Regions from separate parts of the Zea mays genome. Here region 2 is linked to region 1. Evidence: chromatin contacts called from public Hi-C data. All regions are on one chromosome and are shown on one strand. The core of a region is the stretch at or near the end of the contact, and the rest is flanking DNA. Distances in the headings are between cores, read along the strand shown.

Evidence for each region. A called contact is a pair of places that touch in the nucleus more often than the background predicts.
Region 2: a contact with region 1 is called in a Hi-C map of leaf, with 5 times the contacts expected there. The contact joins the promoter of LOC100274004 here to the promoter of LOC100277153 in region 1. A contact is called at or near these places in 5 of 25 Hi-C or Micro-C datasets (ear, endosperm, leaf and 1 more).

Annotation. Positions count from the first base shown.
Region 1 is chr4:150,813,528-150,818,675 of Zm-B73-REFERENCE-NAM-5.0, forward strand. LOC100277153 reads right to left here and starts at 3,162. Exons shown (of 2, transcript NM_001150803.2): 1 at 2,707-3,162; 2 at 372-1,752. The coding sequence starts at 3,055. The coding sequence ends at 848.
Region 2 is chr4:151,194,087-151,199,022 of Zm-B73-REFERENCE-NAM-5.0, forward strand. It overlaps LOC100274004, which reads left to right and starts at 1,795. Exons shown (of 6, transcript NM_001148389.1): 1 at 1,795-2,000.

The DNA of each region.
Region 1 (5,148 bases), core at 1,912-4,411:
ACACTTATTTTTTCAGTTCTTGAATTATAAATGAGAGAGCGGCTTCTGGTGTTTCGTGTCATTCCTATTTTATCTCATATTTTAAACTTCAATTTATAAACGGTATCATCTACACTGTAAATCCCTCTATTTTACACGATATACTGTGGACACCCTTATAAAGGACAAACTTAGGAGTTATTTGGTTCGTGGCTAAATATATCACATTTTATCTAGGGTTAGTTATTCGAACTAACATTAAGTAGAAAAGTTAAATAAAGTATGGTAAGTTAGGTATCGAATCAAACGTGCCCTTAATATCGAAATTCTTGTGGGAGTGCAAAGTATAAACTAAAGTCTTTCCCGCATATTTGTGGACAGAGGCTTATATAGTATCGTAAAATATGCGGCTTACATACCACCAATTCTTGTAGGTGGGAGCAGTGTTTGAGCATAAGACAACAGACCGAACACTGTTTCCCTGTTTGGCATAACGCCAAAACAAAGATCTATACAAGCGATGCAGATAAAAAACAGAACTGCGTACAATCCACTGAAACCAGTCTATTAAAATGCACATTTTTTTAATACACCCGCTGCACTGGCACAATACATAATGCAAATACGTTCTTTGGTCAGACAACTTATTTCATGGTCTTTTGCGCTACTTTCTACAGATTAAATCACATGCATATTGAATTGGGTACTGAATATGATCATGGCTTGCATCCGTTGTGGTCTCAGGTTCTTGCATAGATTTTGACAGTGAAAGATCAGCAGCAATGTCAAGCACTCGCCTCCATGACCGAGCTCTTCAAATCTTAGTTTTGCAGTTCACACTAAATCTGATTTCAACCGAGATCACATTTTAGAAGAACATCTCAGCAGATGGATCAGATTCCAGCAAACTGCCATCGAAATTCACCTTACAGCCAGCAGGAAACTGCACTCCAGCTTGCTCGCAGCTGTCCCTTGTAACCTGAGGGCATGACCGAACATCCAAGTACTCAAGAGCCTTGAAGGATTCAATCACTCTGCCGACCCCTGCAACTGTGAGCCGAACACAGCTGCTGATCTTCAAAACTCTCAGTTCAGACTGAAACCCGTATCCTTCCCCGTCCATGAATGCATTGTCGGTTATCTGGTCACAACATCCGACATCAATGGCTACAAGAAGTTTACAGTTAGACAGCAGGCTTTGCAATGATGTGTCTGTTATTTTCAAGCACCAGTCCATTCTCAGGCTCCTTAAGCTACTGGAGCAGGCAAGAGCAAGTGCTTGTATGGAGCCATCGCTAATGTTCCGACATCCACCAATGACAAGAGTCTCTAGGTTACTGCAAAACTTAGCTAACGAATAGATGGACTTATCTCCCACCTTGCTGCAGTCCAATAGCTTTATTGACACCAAGCATGATGAAGAAACCTCAGCGATCTTACAGACTCCAGGATCACTAACTTTGTTGCATTTGCTTATGTCTAGTGATTTTATGTGATGACAGCCATCAGCCAGAGCAGATATACCAGCATCTGTTATGCTGTTACATCCCGCAGCTCCAAGTTCTACCAATTGCAGGCAGCTCTTTGATAGAGCAGTCAATAAATTATCTGTTACTAATTTGCATCCCATGATTTGCAGCTGACTCAATTTTTTGCACCCTAGTGCAACCGCCTTCAAACCTTTGTCACTCAGCTTTATGCAGCGAGAAACATCAAGGGACTGTAGAGATGGCAGTCCATCTCCCAATTTGGCAACTCCGACATCAGAGATACCTGTGAGACACCATGAACCAGGGGAAGTCTAATAATCAACAGAACTCAGTTAAGGACATTTTCACCAGAATCACTGCACTAAACACAAAGATCCAGAATGCCCCAGATAGTAATGGCTTTAAAGGATAGCAAATTGGTAATGTCAGCCAGCATAAGAACAAGAAAAAACAAAAAAGACATGCCCCCCAAGAAAGATCTGTTAACAGGATACCAAATTGGCAAATTTAACCGTTGTTGGAAACTTGAGATCTCAGGAGACCATAACTTAGGTAACTAAAACTGTCGCAAATAATAGCAAAGCTGTAAAAAAATGGGGTCTATGAAATAAATTGAAAGATGAGGCAATATCCTTGAAAACAGTACATAAGGAATATAAAACTATTCCAGCTGGACAAAAAAGGTTTTGCACATAGCTTTTTCCCATTTTTCTTATAATTATCTTTATTTTAACAATAATGAGAGAATTCGTTCTAGTTTCAGAAATGAACACAGCTTCATGTTCTCACAAGGATGAAATGAACCACCAGAGGCTAGTGCAAATTCATCATCAAATATGTGGGGTTCATTTTTTCCTCGAAATAAGCTTGATAAAAAGGTTTACACAACATATAAGGTTATAAACTTACCCCTAAGATTTAGGAGTAGTATAGATAGGATTCACCTCCAGAATGACAAGAAAGTTAATTCACAAACTGAAGGACCTCACAAAGAAACTCCAACATCTCCCAGATTAGAATATGGACTTGAAATAGACTAAATCAAGACTGCAAAATAGATTACAAGTATTTATCCAATGTACGTGAGACTAACATTCTTAGAGTATGATTGAATCGGTAAGTCTCTGAAGAACTCGAAAATGCACTATAAGGTTAGCGCAAGAAAATGCGCTATATGTCATCCACCAAATTGATAAACAGCACATGTGGGTAGCGCAAGAAGAATAGATGGCCGCACCTTTGCAGTTCTGCAGCGCGAGGACACGCAGGTTGCGGAAGCTGCTGGCGATAACGTTGAGGTCGTCGTCGATGACCCCAGGGTAGAAGGAGCGGGAGGGCGACTGAGAGAGGTCGAGATCCAGGACACCAGGGAAGCGTGCAGCGAGGCGGCGCAGCATGTCCGGGCCGGCGCGCGCGCGCAGGCGCCGCCGCTCGGAGCTCTGGATCCGGAGCCAGCGGCGGCACACGAGCCCGAACGCGTCCCGCTCCGCCTCGGGCCCCAGCCGCCTGAGCACTGCGCGGAGCTCGTCGTCGGTGAGGACCTCGTTGATGATGGCGCCGCCGCCGGCCGGCGGTGGTACTGACATCACTGGAGGTAGGATTGTAGGAGGAGAACTTTCCCCCCTTTTGTCTCGTCAAGTTAATAGAACTGTCACGGTGGTACAGGTACAGCACAGTGGACAGTGGAGGATATAGGGCACAGGGAAGCCTGCTTTTTGAAGAAAAGGATGGAAACCTGCTGTACTGGCGGCGGCTGGTTTAGCCGATGTTTTTATTTTACTTATTAAAAAAAATATGTTTATGCCTTCTTTGAAAGTAGGAATTTCACATAAATAGTATAGAAAATTTATAAAATTAGTTCAAAAACACAGAAATTGATCCCAACGAGGTCTTAGAGTTTGTTTGGTTCAGAGTGACTAAAATATAGTCACTTTTAATCACTAAAAAAGCAAATAGTGTGACTAAAAGCACCCTACTAAAATGTAGTCCTGTAGTCATCAAGGGATGACTAAAAAGTGACTAAAGTGATATTTTTACTGCATTTGCCATCCTACTTCCATGTGCTCTAATAAATAGGGGTAATATAGTCTTTATGCATAGGAATCAAAGCTCTTTAGTAAGGTTTAGTCACTAAAACCAAATAGGGTACTTTAGAGCCTGTTTGGTTCCTTTAGTCCAGTGACTAAAGTTTAGTTAGCGGACTAAATTTAGTCCCTACCATGTTTGGTTCTGGGGACTAAAAATATTCAGAACACATTAAATAAATCGTAAGAGAATCAAAATATCTCTTAGCATTCTCCCAACATTAGTGCAACTGAAATAAAGGGGGAAAAATGAAATTAATATGGTTTAGTCCATTTTAGTCACCCCTCAAGTGACTAGAGACTAAAACAGTTTAGTCTCATTGTTTAACAATTTTAATACTAAATATGATTAAAATGGAGGAACTAATCTTTAGTCCCTCAAACCAAACGGCCGTTAGTAACTAAAATTTTGTCATTAAAGCCTTGTCAGGCGACTAAAGGAATCAAACAGGTAGTCCTTAAATTTCTATTTGATAGGTATATACTGTTTGATAGTAGTGACTAAATTTTAATCACTAAAGTTAAGGAGATGGGAACTAAACAGTCTCTTAGATTATGAATAGATTTGTAATCTATTTTGATCCTACGGTGTCATAGAATATAACACAGAACATACATAGCTTGACTTCATAGACCATGATATTAAAATACCATACACAGTTCGACGTTATGATTTATGACGTTGAGATCGAAATAATTAATTTTGGCATAAGGTCTTGCACCTGTTGTCGTATTTTTCTCTCTCGCTTACCTCTCTTTTGCTAGTGCCCCCGCCCATCCTTGTCTAGTTGTTTGTTCGCTCGTGTGTCTATCCTCACTCGTGTTTTCTTCTGTTGAATCAATATAGGCCTGGTCCATATTAATATTTAATAATAGTCGATAAAAAGGTTCACTCTAATGCTACAGTGTACTACTACTTTATTATCATATCAGAAGTTTAAGGGACAATTCAATCAACTTAAATAGGTGTACCATTGGTGTATCTATTGAGAAGCTAAGAAAAAGATGAAGGACTGTCACGCGCGCGCTGCCGGCCGGGCAGTGCCCGTGGCCGTGGTAGATCAGACCTTGTCTGAATATTCCTTCCTAATGGTTGCACATTTTACCTAGTACGAACACCGAACAGTCTCAGACGCGTTGCACACAGCCATTCCTGTCTCACCTTCTGCGAGTACAGAGAGTGTTGGAGAGTAAACCTCCGAAATCACCGTTCGCAGAGTGACACTTGCATGGGTGTGCGGACGATCAGTTTTTGGGGAGCATACTCGCGACTGCTCGCTTCGTCCGCCCGACCAACGCTGATCAAGTTCCTTGTCGCCGGTGGCGTTCGAGGGACTGCACTGCGTACATATGACTGCATCGACTGCGTACGACTACATCGAACATACGCACGAGATGTCTCGTGTGAATGGAACTACTGGATGCCTTGAGCATCGGTCCCTATGCAGGGTACAATATGTTTTTTGTATTTGTGCATATTTTACTATTGTTCACTAATTATTTGAGTAGTGATACACACATGCACATACATGTCGTCACATACATCACTGTGATTTTCTGGATTAAATTAAAACTAAAAATGCCTATTTGTCCAA
Region 2 (4,936 bases), core at 545-3,044, 380 kb after region 1:
TGATAAAATTTAACATCTATTATCTCATAAGCTACTCAAGGGATGCTAAAAAGAGCTAAACGTGGGCCAGAGAACCCTATTTTCACCCCATACCCTTCAACCTCATTCTCTCTCCGCATTAGAGGCATACGTGTCTTTTTATTTTAATGTGCTAAACTTTATTAGAGTAGTCCAAACACCTTAAGAAACTAAACTTTAACACTTTACTTTATATGACTAAAGTTTAGTAGAAAGCTAAAGTTTATCCCGTGAGATTGAAACAGAACCTCATTAATGAGCTATGTTGAACAACGCATACGGAGAGCTAGCACTGCATGGCGTCTAATTTGTGAATGATAATAACAGAAAAGGGATGTGATATCTACGGTAGACAAAGAGGAATGCGTGCAACTGGCTCTCTTAGACTATCTTTAACAGTTCCCTCTATATTCCATCTTCTATATCCCACTTTTATGCCATGTTATCTATCTCTCTATATATCTTCATTATCTATAGCGGTTCTCTCTAAATTTTCCCATATATCCCATTACCTCGATAAAATCATCTTGTCAATTTTTCTCAACTAAAAAGTACGTGAAAGTACTGTCGTATGCCTATACCGAGACAAGCGTGCCGATTATAGCACCCCTGTATCTAGCGGTGTCCTGTGTCACCCTCTTGCAATGTAGCCTATTTAGCGTCATGTGATGAACGGACTGATGTTAAACTATAGCCAATACAGATAGAGTAGCGTGCGTCGTTGAAGAGAGTCTTACTAAGACTATCTCTCCAACAGCTTATTCATACTGTCTCTTATTTTAAACTCTACTTTATAAATACTACAGTCTACGAACAATACAGTTTACAGTACAAAACAATATTTTAGATAACCATGTGAGTGCTGGACACGGTCTGAAGGCTCAAATGTTCGTTTCAAGTTTATGTAATTGCTCTACCCAAATAAAACAACTCTATTTTAGAATTGTTTTTTAAACAGCTTCAACTTAATAAAAAAACAAACGTGTTTTTGGCTGGGTGCACAGTGCACACAAATGCTTCTTATTGGAGATTAGTTGAAGGTAGACTCCTCTAGAGACAGCGGGAGAACAACTAAGCGATTAGTTAAAAGTAGGATAGACGTGGGACAAGCAAGAACATAGGAAGGTGGAGTATACATGGGGCAAGAATATGCGAGGAAGAGAAAAAAATTCGTATTTATATAATTGTTGTCCGCTAAACTTTTTATCAAATATTTATATACCATCGCAACACTCATAAACATTGTACTAGTGGAAAAATGGTGAAAGGGTTTTACCTATATATTCACTCATGCTAGTTAGATGCTCGTAGATTGTATGATTCATATATATTATATAGATAGACTTTGTATTACTAAAACACAACATATATGTTTTATTGGTTAGATGAGTGTGAACGTGGACCCAACAATCAACGTTTAAATCCTTATTTTTATACAATTTTATCTTTAAATCCACATTCACATCCATCTAACCAATAAAACACATATATCTTTATATTTTTATATTATTTACTACTCTTTGTTTTTTATTTGTCGCGTCCTATTTTAAAAATAACTAATCGGTAATAAATATTTTGAGAATGAAGATAGCATTTCTTTTGCATAAAGCTATTTTATATTTTGCTAGTTTTTGTATAAAGTAGAAAGAGAAAGAGTGACCATGATAACCGTAGAACCATAGAAACAAATGATTTATTATATGGTACAGATAGTAGAGAGATGAGAAAGGCCATGAGCCCCATGACTGTGTCTGTGTGAATTGCCTTTGGATCGTCCTAGCAGCCTTGTCGTCGTTAGAGGATTTGGAACCCGTTCCATTCGCCGCCTTTCTTTTTCTTCGCCCGTCCACCCTACGAGCGCGCACGCTCTCCTGGCTATAGCAACCGCCGTCGCCGCCCCACGCTACGTGCTCGAGTCTAGCCTCGTCGGTTCCTTCGTCAGTTCTTCGTCGGATCCTTTGCTGGCGACCAACACCCACCAGGTATATGCACCCCTTTTCTTCCTTTTCTGCTGTGTGAAATGGAGCCCCCGAACCCTAACTTAATCTATTTGGGTTTTTGTATTCGGATCCGATCTATTTATAAGTTTATATATGTATTATTGCTATTAAATTCGATTTCCAAAAGTTATTGGGTGCCTTTACTCATTTACTGGGTCTGCCATTGGCTATACCTTTGATGTCACGCCCTATTATAGGTTGTAAGAGATGATTTTGTGGAGTCAGGGACTCAGGGTAACTGAAATTATGATAGATTTGTGTTTTTTGGCTCTCATGGTTCTTGATGATCATTGTTAGCTGACTTCCTTAATGCAGATATTAGAAAATTGGTTGTTTGATTAATAGCTTGTTTTGATGCATAGGGCTTGCTAACTTTTAGCCCTAACTCATTTGAACAGGAGCCAGTAGGCTAATAAGTGGGCTAATTTTTTAGCCATGTCTCCAAATAGTTGTTAGCCAACCCCTTGGTCTAATTTTTAATATCAGCTAATAACTAACCCTAACTGATGCAAATAGGCCCTACTTGTGGAATTTTGCACTCAAGGATTGAAATACCACATAGAAGAATACATGTTTTGCAATGCAGTTTGAGGAGTTATGCATCGATCATTGTTTATCAAATACTCAAATTACATGCTTAATCAATGCATTTTCACCCATTGGAAACCCTTGAATTGTTTACGAATCATCTAGGCTTTTTCATGATGATGTAAGTTGTAACCATTGTCATAGGGAACAGAGTCGAAGTCGCATCTTACTGACCATGGAATGTGGGGACAATCTATTTTGCTCCTTGTGAAAACCTTTCGCAAGTAGCTTACCACATTCCTTTATCCAGTTGACTTGGGACTGTGAACTTTGTGACTATGGTTGTGACATAATGGTGACTTCAGCAACAGAAAAAAATGCATGAACAGATATCCCAAATGACATAGATACGAGAGGTCTTCATGACCAATGCTGACAGGGCGACTTCAATTGCTAGGCTTAGAGAATTGTGATTTTGGACTGATATACCCAAAGATTTAGGCCTGAATAGGAGTGCATGGAAAACGGCTATTCATGTGCTTGAATCATGATTTGTGGGTTCTATTGTGTTTTTAACTCTAGCCTACCCCAACTTGCTTGGGATAAAAGGCTTTGTTGATGTTGATGATTTTGGACTGGTTTCTGCACAGAAATTTCGTTTTGGGTATTTTGCATAAGCCATATAGTTTTTGCTTTCACCTCTGCAAATTTTTTATTTATTTGTAGTCTCTCAAAAATATAAATACCACATATCAGCTTGCACAATGTTCTACAATATATCATTGCTAGAAACTATGCACCACAAATCTGTGTTAGATCCTGACATGTCTACTGCCTTGGAGTAAGTGTTTTGTTTTCACAATCTGACACTCGTGGTGTTTAACCTCCATATTTTAAATATTTTTCAGCTTGCTGTTTCCCCCTTCTTTTTGCTTGCTTCATCGAAGTCCTTTCCAGGTAACACATTATCAGCCTCCTAAACAATTCAGTTACAAACCTATCACTGTTAGCTGCCTATTGATATGACCAAGAAAATACAGCAGACTACACCAATGGGAATGTGGGATGCTTCTTCAAGGGACCTTAATGGACATTTGTGTATTTCATTCCCTTGATAGTATTACATGTTTATGGTTTATTTCTTCTATAGGACTCAGGTTAAATGCAACACAATCTGTATCCTTTTCATTCACTAACCTACACTTCATTTAGTTTGTGCATGAACTGAGGAACTACAGTATAAACTCATGTCTCTTTATCTTTTCCTCCTTGGACTTAAGACACAACCGCTAATGTTAGGCTTCCTTGAAACCAGTGGTAACTATATATCACTTATTGGCAGACTATTATGTTCTGAGCCTCTGAGGATTGGTTAAATGATTTTACTACTAAAGGCCCCAATTGGTTCCTAGGAATTGGGAAGGATTGGAAACTAATTCCACAGTTGTGTTGTTTGGGTGCCATGAAGGATAAAAATGCTTCCACTTGTATACTAATCCAACAGAATGTGATTCTTCTCTTCACCATCTAGAATTGTAGTTTTGATTCCTTCAGCTACATGCCTCTCTCCATCTCTCCAAGGGAGAGAAGCGGTGAATGGATCTGAGAGGAAAATGATTAGAACATTTATATCCTTCCTGATTGTTAATATGAATCCTTCAATGGCTTCCACCTGAACTCTCTTGTCTGGACATGTAGCTTGTGGTCAGCCTCCACAAATACAAGGATCTGCTCCATGAACACAAATGCACAGCTGGTGCCATGGTTGCTACCCTTCTGGCTGCTGCTGCTACTCCTGCTTGTTTAGATGTTGATCATTTAGGAGAAACTTTAAATTCCCTGAACAAAAAAAGAAATTTAGGGTCTGTTTGGTTCAGCTGTAGATTTCTGAAAATATGATTCTAACTGTGAGCTGTATGAAAGCTGTTGCGAGCTGATGGTTATGACTTATGAGAAAGCTAAAGTATGTTTGATTGAAACAACTGTCAACTGTAAATTCTGTAAGAGCATGATAGCTTGTTAACATGAATGATAGGAATCTAAAAATCTGGGGTAGGTGATTCTGAATTGAACTAGAGGATTCTATAGATTTTCAAGAATCTATTATGTTGTTATACCCGTTTGGTTGAGTTTTCAGATTTTTGGCAGCGAATTTGGTTCAGAAAGCTGAACCAAACACACCCTTAAATTGGCTGGATTCAGATTCAGTTTAAGAGTAAATTTGAACACTTCGTACAAATTGGTCTCAATGGTGCCATATGATTTGTCTATTTCTATTTTTGGGGGGGGTTGTAAAATTTGTCATTTTCTTTGATCTGTCCCATTTTACTAAAATAATTAGTCATTTCCCACCATTTTAACCAAAAGTCATCTAACTGAAGCTTCTCTTT